4 separate regions of the Mus musculus genome follow, and regions 2, 3 and 4 are each linked to region 1. The links are chromatin contacts, called in public HiChIP or PLAC-seq and promoter capture Hi-C maps. All regions are on one chromosome and are shown on one strand. The core of a region is the stretch at or near the end of the contact, and the rest is flanking DNA. Distances in the headings are between cores, read along the strand shown.

Evidence for each region. Promoter capture Hi-C pulls out the DNA fragments that hold promoters and counts their contacts. HiChIP or PLAC-seq counts read pairs in DNA pulled down with a chosen protein or histone mark.
Region 2: a promoter capture Hi-C map of pre-B cells shows a contact between it and region 1, with 8 times the contacts expected there. The contact joins the promoter of 6430584L05Rik here to the promoter of Scrn1 in region 1. A contact is called at or near these places in 6 of 39 promoter capture datasets (the 3T3-L1 cell line, the C10 cell line, hematopoietic stem and progenitor cells and 3 more).
Region 3: a contact with region 1 is called in an HNF4G HiChIP or PLAC-seq map of pancreatic cancer cells. The contact joins the promoter of Aqp1 here to the promoter of Scrn1 in region 1. A contact is called at or near these places in 1 of 39 promoter capture datasets (pre-B cells) and 1 of 115 datasets of contacts at active chromatin or transcription factors (pancreatic cancer cells).
Region 4: a contact with region 1 is called in a promoter capture Hi-C map of embryonic stem cells, with 6 times the contacts expected there. The contact joins the enhancer-like site here to the promoter of Scrn1 in region 1. A contact is called at or near these places in 14 of 39 promoter capture datasets (the 3T3-L1 cell line, 3T3-L1-derived adipocytes, the HPC-7 cell line and 8 more), 4 of 484 Hi-C or Micro-C datasets (the HPC-7 cell line, bone marrow-derived macrophages, embryonic retina and 1 more), 8 of 115 datasets of contacts at active chromatin or transcription factors (astrocytes, embryonic basal ganglia, embryonic forebrain and 3 more) and 1 of 9 other capture datasets (macrophages).

The regions. Positions count from the first base shown.
Region 1 is chr6:54,565,001-54,567,679 of GRCm38.p6, forward strand. Scrn1 (secernin 1) reads right to left here and starts at 1,382. Exons shown (of 8, transcript NM_027268.2): 1 at 1,240-1,382.
Region 2 is chr6:55,395,558-55,398,236 of GRCm38.p6, forward strand. It overlaps 6430584L05Rik (RIKEN cDNA 6430584L05 gene), which reads left to right and starts at 1,330. Exons shown (of 4, transcript NR_046179.1): 1 at 1,330-1,416.
Region 3 is chr6:55,334,935-55,337,613 of GRCm38.p6, forward strand. It overlaps Aqp1 (aquaporin 1), which reads left to right and starts at 1,365. Exons shown (of 4, transcript NM_007472.2): 1 at 1,365-1,940. The coding sequence starts at 1,557.
Region 4 is chr6:55,158,166-55,160,844 of GRCm38.p6, forward strand. All of the region lies in intron 1 of Gm34358 (a long non-coding RNA gene), which reads left to right. Among named protein-coding and RNA genes, the nearest start is that of Gm34358, 5.1 kb to the left of the region's middle. Within about 2 kb of position 1,301, at least 9 of the 459 cell types and tissues checked have an H3K27ac peak or open chromatin away from gene starts, as enhancers often do. A contact at or near this core is called in embryonic stem cells, where this site is marked.

The DNA.
Region 1 (2,679 bases), core at 132-2,631:
ACAGTTGACTTTAAATGGGTCTAAAGAAAATCAGACCAAATTAGAGTTTCAGTTAGGCTTTTGACAAGTTAGGGAAACCAGCTGTAGCTCCCTAAACTTCCCACTTGCTCCCCAAGGCACTGCAACTTCACTCAGCTTTAACCAGCTCCAAGTACACTCCCTGCCTATACACAGCAGAGCCTTTTCCTCCTGCTGTTTCTCTCAGCAGCTCAAGCCCGGGGCAGCTGCAGTTGGCTGTGGTCTGCTAGGGTTCCGCCTGGCCTGATTTTTCATGCTGCCATTTTGAATTAGCATAGGTTTACTCAGCAAGTGATGAGGATTTAGGCAGGCGTGAAGCACAGTAAACACACACACACACACACACACACACACACACACACACACAAAACCAGGAAGAAGCACTTAACAAGCTACAATTACACAGAAATACACCTCTATTTAACAGAACCCTACCAGGTCAACTTGGGAGACAGAAAATAGTAAGTTGCCTTAAACGCAAATGGGTGTGATCACATTTTTATTCCTAAATTCCAACCGATTTTCTAAAATTCAGGCGCTCCTTTCATCCTCCTGCAGACCTCACTGTGGTCGCTAAATAATTAGCAATTATTTAGCAATTCTGCCTGGACAAAAAACAAAAAGCAAGACGATAGGGGTAAACTGAGGTGGAGTGATAGCAAGGGTCGAGACACCTGCCATGACCCCACCCGGATTCCAGTGTGCAGGGGTGAGGCCTGGAGCGAAGCAATGTCTGGTGCCAGCTCACTGGCCCTTGGGGATAACCACAGATACCGGGACTCCGCCCGGCGACCAAGGGTAGCGGCCTAGTCAGGCGCCACGGATGCATTACTCGGGAAGGAGCCAGGCTCTCTCTGCTAGCCGCAAGACGGAGCCGCAGGAGCCGCCAGGGGAAGCTCAGGGGCCCGGGGAAGCTCAGAGACACTTCCCGCGCCCTTGCAACTCGGCGCCCAGAAAAAGCAGCACCCGGTTATAAACTGAAAGGGAGGTGCGGGAAGGATGCGGGATGGAGAGCAGGAGCAGATTCTGACCAGGCTGCAGTAGCTTCGTCCCGAAGTCCCTGATCTCAAGTCGGGCCAGACCGAGGCCACCTAACCTCCGATCTCCCCTTCCCTGGTCCACACTCGCGAGGCGTTAGAATTGTAATGGGAAATGTGGTGACCTCCCAGCGGAAGAGCAGCTGCCAGCGCCCCGGCGCTCCCCGCGTAGCCTGAGGCTCACCTGCCAAGCAGCCGGCTCCAGCCGGGTCCAACGGTGCTGATGCTGCGACTGCGGAGTTGGGGGCGCTGCGGCGGCTAGGTTACAGCCTCTGCATCCGTAGCGCAGAAGACCGCCGGCGCTCCGGTTTCCCAGACTCCAGGCTCTCCAGCCCCCGGCTAACAGCTGGTTTGGTCACGCGACCGCAGACCCACCCTCCGCCTCCCGGTGCTCTGGGCCCCAGGACTCGTTGTGTTTGACAGCTGAGGCCTCAGAGCCCGCCCCGCCTGGGAGGGGAGGGCACCAGGAGCCCCCAAGAACAGCAGAGGGGGCGGGACTCAACAGAAAGTGGTTCCTTTCTTTCTAGATTTTTATTTCTTGGTTGAAACTCTCTCGAAGGGAGGAACCAGAGCTTTAAGGAGCCAGGTCCTGCTTTCTCCTGGCAACATTTTACTGTGTGGTTGCTAGTCTGAGCCTTGGTGCCTGGCGAGAATTCCCTGCAGAGATATGCATTCTTCATTTGGTTGATTCAATGTGTCAAAGTCCTTCCCTAATGTTAACCGATTGTGATCGTGCTCATAAACCAGACGATGCAGCATATTCACACTCTGTGGACCAAGGTCATGCAGCAAGTAACAAAGGCAAGATTCCACACCAGGGTTAATAAACTTTTGACAGGGAAAGAGGTGATGCCCACCTCAAGGCTTTTGATAACAACGCCTCAGGGGCTGAGACCCGATCTACCTCGATAAGAAAAGGCTGTAAGAGTCCACTGGGAAGAGAGTAGCAGCAGCGGGCAGCAGCAGATTCACATGTATTTTCCAGTTATCAGATGAACACAAATCAAAGTTTTATAGTCTCTATGGTGTGTGTGTTTGTGTGTGTGTGTGTGTGTGTGTGTGTGTGTGTGTGTGTGTGTATGACAATATCTCTCAAGATAAGAACATATGTAGCCTTTCACCTGATTCCACTTTTGGACTTTTGGAATTCATCTTATAGAAGAAAGGACACGGGTGTGAAATGAGCAGGAGGATTCTGGGGGGGCCATATTATTTGTGTCAGCAACGACTAGAACCAAACCTCACAGTGGTGGTACACACAATTAGGGAGGCTGACAAGGCTACATAGTAACACCTTGTCTCAAAAACTAAAAGATTGAATGAAATTCAGCCTATAAATACCATGGAATTCCATCCAGCATATTTTAAAGATTTAAAGATGAGATCATTGTCTGTGTACTAATTCAAGACTTCCAACTTATACCAAGTAAAAGGCTAAAGTGGGGATAGGTTAGGTGCAGAACAGTGTGTGTGTGTGTGTGTGTGTGTGTGTGTGTGTGTGCGCGTGTGTGTGTGTGAAAATATATACACTTCCTTTTGCAAATGCTTAGACTACTTTTGGAAAGATCCATAAGAAACTGTAACAGGAGATTCCAAAGGGAAGAGAGCTGATGACTGGCCACCA
Region 2 (2,679 bases), core at 80-2,579, 830 kb after region 1:
ATAGTAACTGGAGGGTAAAAAATAGGAGAGGAGGGCACATGGGTGACTGATGACCAGTCAGTATTAATAATCTGGGAACCTCAACTAGAGAAGGCAGGGTTAGCCTTTCTCGGAGACAAGACATAAGAGACTTGGCTCTATTTGCAAGAGAGCATATGCAGTGGGCATGGAGCTGAGGGGAAGGATGCAGACTGAATGGGACGTGGACCTGGGAGGTTTAGTGTCAGGGTGGAGTAGCAAGCTGAGGAGGAACCCTGGGAGGAGAGGAGGCTCTGTGCATGCAGCTGGGTCCTGGGGTCCTGATAAAGCAAAAGAAGAGACTGCGGGGAGTTGGGGGCATTGTGGAGACAAGGAGAGAGAAGACTAGTAGGGTACTGACCATTTGTCTGGGCATTTCTGTCAGCCAAGGTGAAGGTTGGGGCTTGAGGGACTAGGAGAACTTGGGCCAGAGTCTCCTGAACTCTGGGGCACCTTCAGAGGTCCAGGAATCTCAAGAGGTGGGACTCAACATGGGAGGGATAGCAAAGAGAGAGATAGGGCCAGGATGGAGAGGACCCGGGAGAGCTGCAATTGCTATAGGAAGCCTGTGTCTTGAAGCTTGTGTCTAGAAGCCTGTGATGCCTTTAGCCTGTGGCTTCAGGGGCTCCCAGAGGCCCCACGCCTGGAGCCCTTATGTGGTGTTGGAACATAACAAGAAGCAGCAGGGTTGGATTTATTTTTTCAGTCAGCTCTGATTGGCTCACTCATGTGTATGAACCTCTTCCTGTGGACAGTGCTCTTTCTGGCTGGCTCGCAAGCTTACGCTCATCTCAGCTCTCCATTCTTCCCTCTAGGAGGCTCCAGTTCCCAGATTCAGGGCAATGAAACCAGAATAGCACACACAGCAGCTGTGCTGCCTCAATAATACAAACATCTGGGTCCTGGGGCTGCCAGAGTGGCTGGAGCCTTTCTGCATGCAGACAGCCAACATCTTCCTAGTTAGAATTTCCCCCTGCCCCTACTTTCTCTTTCTTGTCCTCTCTTCCCCTCGAGGTCATTCTAACCCAGGTAGTGTGTTGTTACATGATACGTGATGAGAATGTGTGGCGCTCTCCCTGCCTCTCAGTGAGGAGAAGCAGGTGGGTAGCATACGTGTTCACAGATTCTTTTGGGGCTCTGGCTTCCCTGCAGCAAGTAGGTGGGTCCGCGAGCCTCCCTCCCTCAGAGGCATTGCATAAGCAGCCGCAGCCCTGAGTACATTCCCATGGTTACCGGGCTGGGAAAGGCTGGCCGAGATGGCATCGCCATGGCACCGGCATGGTCCACAGCTCTGCTGGGCGTGGCTCTGGTATGTGTAGCTCTGGTCTCTTGCTGGACAGATGGCCTTCACAGAGGGCCCTCCCAGACATCCAGTGGCCTTGGATATCATGATGTGAGGTAAGCAGACAGGAGCAGTCTGGGTGGAATTTGAGGGCTTCTCATGTCCTCACAGAAGGCCTTCAGTGGCTCAGCCAGCAGCCTTGCTGTGCGGTAGCTCTGAAACCAGTTTTTCCTCATCAAGGGCTCAGCACAGACCAGATGGGCCAAGCCACAGCTCTGCCCATTGCCTACACCCCCTTGGAAGCCCCTTACTCAAGCCCATAGGAATGAGGAATATGGAGCCTGGGCTCCATAGCCATCTGTGTTTGGCCACCCTCAGGCAGGCTGTGCCCAGGGATGCTACAGTCAGGGATAAGATCTTCAGACCTAGGCCTGTCTGGGGGACACAGGAGAAGAAGGGCATGTGAAATGGGTGGTCGAGCTGTCAATGCAGCTGTGGGGATGGCTTGAAAGGAGAAAGTCGGAAAAAGGGGCTGGCAAGAAGGCAGAGGCAAAATTCTGTGTGTCTCTCCATGATCATGTCTGCATATGAAGGCTCAAAGCTAGTCTCTGTGGTGCTAGAGCACAGGAAACTCCATGTAGAAGGTAGTTGGATGGGGAGCAAAGATGCCGTGTGGGGCCCGGGGAAAGCTCAGTAGGCATTCCTCCTATAGGGACACCACCAAGTAGTTCCCTGAAGCTCAAGCTTGCGTCTGTGATTGTCCTATAAGATGTCCCACAAAGGGTCACCCAGTTCTTCCAGCCAACCAATAAGGATCATCCAAATCATTCTAACCAGGGTGATGTCCTAACCCATCCTCTTGTCACAGTTTTCCGTGTGTAAGTCACATCATGCTGCATCAGACTCCATGCAGACCCTAAACTGAGACTCTCTTGTCCTTCACAGCCCATGTAACAAATAGGGACAAAATAAACCTTATCACCTCCCTGACGTGACATTTGTTTTTAAAGTAGGACACCTGGAACAAAAAAGCAGAGTGTCCTCTCATTTGGCTGAGCACTGTGTGTCAAGCCTCTCAAATGGTCCAGAATGTCTGTGAACGTGCAGTAAGTGTCAGCTCTGGAGCTAGCCAGCCAGGAAGTCCTATACAGCAAGGACCAGCTATACATTATCGAAGCATTCCATTTATATGGCCAGTCTTCCCTCTGCTTCACTTACAGCCATATCCACAGATGGAGTGGGTCCTAGTCATGATCCATAGCAGATGTCTGTCTTCAACTGTTTTGTGTTGCTAGGACAAAATGCTTGAAGTTGAGTAATTCGTAAAAACCAGGCATGAGATTAACTCACAGTTCTAGGTGCCCAAGAACATGGGGACA
Region 3 (2,679 bases), core at 115-2,614, 770 kb after region 1:
ATGTCATTCTCTGTAGGATAGAAGGTGCTTGGCCCTATCTTGACAGATGTCAGACTCAAAGACATTTCTTCTTTCTCAGTGAGTGTTGTTTTTCCACCTCTGATGGGTAAGAAGCCAATGATTCTGATAAGGACTAAGATGGAAAGAGAGGGACCAATCATAACAGGTCCTACCTTGTGGCCACAGAGAGAGCCTCCCTATGGGCCTGGTATACCTTCCAGCACACTCAAACAGTAGGCAAGTGACCGACCAGTTCTCTGGTCCTTTACTCGGGATTTTGGGGGTACACAGGAAACATGGTGGGTGCTTTGTCTGCCCCCACCTCCTCTCCACCCCTCCTGGTGTTGGAAAGTGCCTCTGGTCTCCCTTACCTTCCTCTCTCCTCTTTCTCTATCTAGATTCTTGTCCGGCCTATGTCTCCTCTGCTCCGTTTGTCTCTTCCTGTTTCTGACGTGCTGTTTTTTCCTGTGATGCTAGTGACTGAATCCAGTGCCCAGTTGAATATTGTATGCGTGAGCACATCCATAGCCTGGCCGCTGTCTCCTGCAAGGCTGGAAACCTCTTCCACTTTCCACCATCACTCGGATAATGCTTCCTGTTGCTCTGCCTATCATCCCATCACTGCATCTGTCTCTTAGCCCCAGCCCATGTCTCCCATTCGCTCCTTTTCAGGTCCAGCTGTCATTCCTTCCATCTCTTCAGTGACCTGCTAGCTACTTTATCTATTAGAGAAAAAAAAAAAGCCTAAGCAACATTATCTTCCCCACCCCCTCTCAAATCATGGCCTCAAATTGTTTTAAGTTTGAGGAATTGGGGGAGTTTTCCAGCAACCTTGCTTGGCTAAGGTCTGCCATTGTCTAAAGAATGATAGGTGGCTCCCAGAAAGCTTCTCTACTCCCATCAATGAGGCCCGGGGGGCGAGGACACATCCCCAAAGTGACATGCAGCTGCTTGGCCCAGGCCAGGACATTGGAGGCCAGACTGGCCCACAGATTTCTCAGCCTGAGAACTTCAGATTACTAACTCTGCTCAGAGTGGGATGGGACAGGCAGGCAATTTCTGGTGCCACCTCCAGGGAGGGCAATGTCCGTCTGGGGAGTCCAGACAACCCCTATTCCCCACCCCTTCTAGAGTGCCAGCCTCTGCCCTCAGGCACCCTTGAGCTTTGCAGGCTGGGCGGGGACACCTGGATTTCTCTGGCCCCCTGAGAAGAGCCAGCTTGGAAGAATTTCCCAAAGCCTATTAGAGCAACGGTTGCCTCCTGCCTCCTTACGCTGGGCAGGGCCGAGGGCTGAGGCGGGTGGAGGGAGCAAGGGAGGGCAGGAGGGGGAGAGGAGGAAGGAAAAAGTTGGCAGGCAGACAGCAGAGCCCTGTCTGCATCCATCGCAGCGAGGAGGCTCGTGTGGTGTGGGGCGGGCCAGGAGCAAGGAGAGGCCTTCCTCCCTTTGTGCTCCCCCCACCCAGCCCTATAAATAGGCCCAGCCCAGGCTGTGGCTCAGCTCTTGGAGGGAGTTGAGCACCAGGCATCCAGCGGTTAAGTCGAGGTCCCTGCCAGCATGGCCAGTGAAATCAAGAAGAAGCTCTTCTGGAGGGCTGTGGTGGCTGAGTTCCTGGCCATGACCCTCTTCGTCTTCATCAGCATTGGTTCTGCCCTAGGCTTCAATTACCCACTGGAGAGAAACCAGACGCTGGTCCAGGACAACGTGAAGGTGTCGCTGGCCTTTGGTTTGAGCATCGCTACTCTGGCCCAAAGTGTGGGTCACATCAGCGGTGCTCACCTCAACCCTGCGGTCACACTGGGGCTCCTGCTCAGCTGTCAGATCAGCATCCTCCGGGCTGTCATGTACATCATCGCCCAGTGTGTGGGAGCCATCGTCGCCACGGCCATTCTCTCGGGCATCACCTCCTCCCTAGTCGACAATTCACTTGGCCGCAATGACGTGAGTGGGGTATCTTAGGCTTAGGGTGTCTGTAGGAGAAGACAGAGAGGGAGCTGGCTCCATTTGCCTACTGTACAAGGGGGATACTGAAGAACAGAGAGAAGGATGAAGGTTTCTGGAGTCATGCTGAGAACTGGGGCTAGAACTCAGTTGTACTGCATGGTCTCTTTGCTGGTTGGTGCTGTGAGAATGGAGGAGCTAGACAATATGGTTGTGCCAAAGTCCCCTGCAGAGTAGCTACTGCCAGGAATGAGCTGGAGGGGCAGCTAGGTGCATGCCAGCAGTTCCTCCCCTCTTCTGAGCTACCTGAGCAGTCACCTTCCCCCTTTGCAGTCCCGTGCACTAGGCAACCTCTACCTACTGTCCCGAGTACATTTTCTCCAGCTACCCAGTGTGTTTAAAGCCACTTCTGCAAGTGTCTGAGTGTGACTCTCTTGATAAGTTGCCTGGGCTTCTAATCGGCTTCTAATCCTTAGCCAGGTCCCCAAATCAACTTCCTCAGAAAGTCAGGAGACAGCCCCCTTTCCTCCCTCTACCCCCAATAATTAGACAAAGTTGAGAGAACAATACTCTCTCTGGAGCTTTGGGAGAGTTTTCTAGATACCAGTTCAGGAGAAGGGCTCAGCTCAGCAGTCCCTGGCCACTGAACCGTGGGGCATGCTGGCTTGTTGTGTGCGGAGGTGGAAGCGAAGGTGTGTGAGTGTCTGCTTGGGTCCTGAACTTGTGTAAGCTATTTTCA
Region 4 (2,679 bases), core at 51-2,550, 590 kb after region 1:
TGTCGGCTAATGAGACTCTGATAATCTTTCCCCAGACAGGAAGCTGGGGTTTATTCTATCTCTGCTGTGACCAATGCTTTTATTCGGCTGAAAGGGTTGTCCTGGAGAAACTCCCACCATTTGGAGCAGTCTGGTACTTCTTTGTGACTAGACTGAGCAAGAATATTATAAGGCTAAGCAAGGTGGTGGTGGCACGTGCCTTTATCTATCTGATCTTTCTATCTGATCAAGGCTCAAGATCTCTTGGGGCCATGCAGCATGGGAGTCTAGAAAATTCTATCTCTGCAAGCACATAAGAAGGGGATAAACATATATATATTCCTTTGCAGCATCTGGTCTCAGAAGGCCTAAACCAATACCAGTCTATGTTGTCATGCTGACCTGGGGATCCTAGTGGTCCTGTTTGCCTGGGCACTCGTCACTATAAATCGAGGGTAAAAGAGTAAAAGATGGTTTGGGCTACTGGGTTGGGAGGTTGAAGAAACCCTGGAGCCTTTGTGTTAGCTGTGTCCTTGCCCTGGGATCACACACACACACATACACACTTTTGACTCCATATTTTTATACCTCTGCCAGGACACTATGGGGCACATTGTTGTTGGCAAGGTTTGACCTGTGGCTTCACAGCAGGTTAATCTGTCCCTACTAGCCAACAAGCAGGCAGGTGAGATCAGGGTGCTGTACCCATGATCTTTGAGGCCCCAATTTATCTCCTGGCTCCTTTTACACATAAGGTAGTGGCGGTGGTACCCTGTTCATGTGCGGGCCCGGAGAAGAAGGGAACGCAACATCCAAGGCCTCTCACAGGCCTTACCAAAAGGATCTTCCCAAAAGGCTTCCTAAGGAAAATATTAACAAAGGACAATAAATGTGAGTCTTCGATTACAGTTTCCCCGCTGCACGGATGCAGGGCTCAGCTGGAATCTGTGGATATTTTTAGGTTGTATAATGTAGCTCTACCTTTAATTTGCATAGCCATTTTTTCCCCTATTGAAGCCCTGTCATTTCAACCCGCTGAGTGCCAGTACATTTTGCTGCAGTGCAAATCTGCCAAAATCATCTTCCAGTTTTGTAAATGGTAAACTGAGGCTCTGAGAGGTAAATCAGCAGGTCAGGAAAGCTGGAAAGACAGAGGAGTCCCAGTAGGCCACTACTCTCCCTGCAGCTCATCTCAGCTGTGGGCAATGGCTGGGGCCTAATTCTTGGCTAATCTCTTCTGCCTCCACTGCCTGGGTGAGCTGAAGCTGAGGAGCAGGGAGTGGAGCCAGGGCCTGCCCCAGTGCAGGGAGGATGTCCAGGGCAGGGCTATGCTGCATTAGCATAACCATAGCATCCAGTTTTCTGGCAGCTCCCTGGCCTGTAGCTTGAGTCATGTAAATTGTTAGATTTGGTTTTAATTCATTTGCTGATGAATATCCCTCTCCAGAGGCCGAGAGGTGGGACAGCAAATCTCTTTTTAATTATTTGGGGGTATTACTTCTAAAGCCCTTTGAGCCAGGCTGGGACCAGAGGAAGCTTCTGCCTCTCTAGCGAGTGCCTAGGTTCCTCTACCATCATGTGCCCAATAAATCACCCAAGGGCCAGGCTGAGCCCAGTGGTTCTCTCCCACTCCTCCCCTCCTCTGTTGCTCCTGCTTCTCTTGCCTCAGATAGAAGAGATGATGGGCCCCTCTGCCTGCAGGCTTGGGTTGGATGGGAGTAGGGGGTGAAAGACCTGATGGTCAGTTGCCCACCGAGGAGCAGTACCCCTGGGGATGCAGCTTTCTAGTCACTTGATGTCATGACCATGTCATCCCTCAGCTGAAGTGTCTTCAGTGCCTCCTAACTTTCCCAGAGTAAGATGATGGGCCTTGCAGCGATATATAGAGCTGTGCATGAACACATCCTATGTCCCCCTAACCCCCGCCCCCTTCATTCTCCTCCCAGGCATTAATCTGCCAGATGCTATTTCAGTGACCCCAGGGCTCTGGCACTGGCCATTCTCTCAAAGATACTTCACTAGACACTTCTTTTTAAAAAAGATTACCTCCCATCTTTAAAGAATTATTTATTTATTATATGTAAGTACACTGTAGCTGTCTTCAGACACTCCAGAAGAGGGAGTCAGATCTCCTTATGGATGGTTGTGAGTCACCTTGTGTTTGCTAGGATTTGAACTCAGGACCTTCGGAAGAGCAGTTGGGTGCTCTTACCTGCTGAGCCATCTCACCAGCCCCTCACTGGACACTTCTTGCGCTTCTTTTCCCCTCTCCTTCTTCAAAGGTCACTTCATAGAGACACTCTTCAGCCATACTGGGCACTCCTCACACCTGCTTCCCTCTAGTCCTGTGCATTGTTTTATGGAAGGTCAGCTGCTTTGCTGAGAGAGTCCACTTCCTTTCTATTCCAGGTCTAGACAGTCCACGGCCGCCAGTTGACTAACACAGGGTTGTAGAAGCCTTGAGACATGTCCTTTGCTGTGATGTGGTTCTTGTGATACGGAGCAAATTGGTATTCTAATTATGATTAATGAGATCATGCTTTGACAGCACCAACTCCATCTTGAACTTCTAACAAAAGCTCTAACGGAGCCAAATGGGTGGCTAATAGTCACCCTGACAACTGGCTGACAGCCACATTGGCAACTGTGCATCCATATGTAAATGACACTGTCCGTACCTGGGCCTTTCCCCTGAAATGG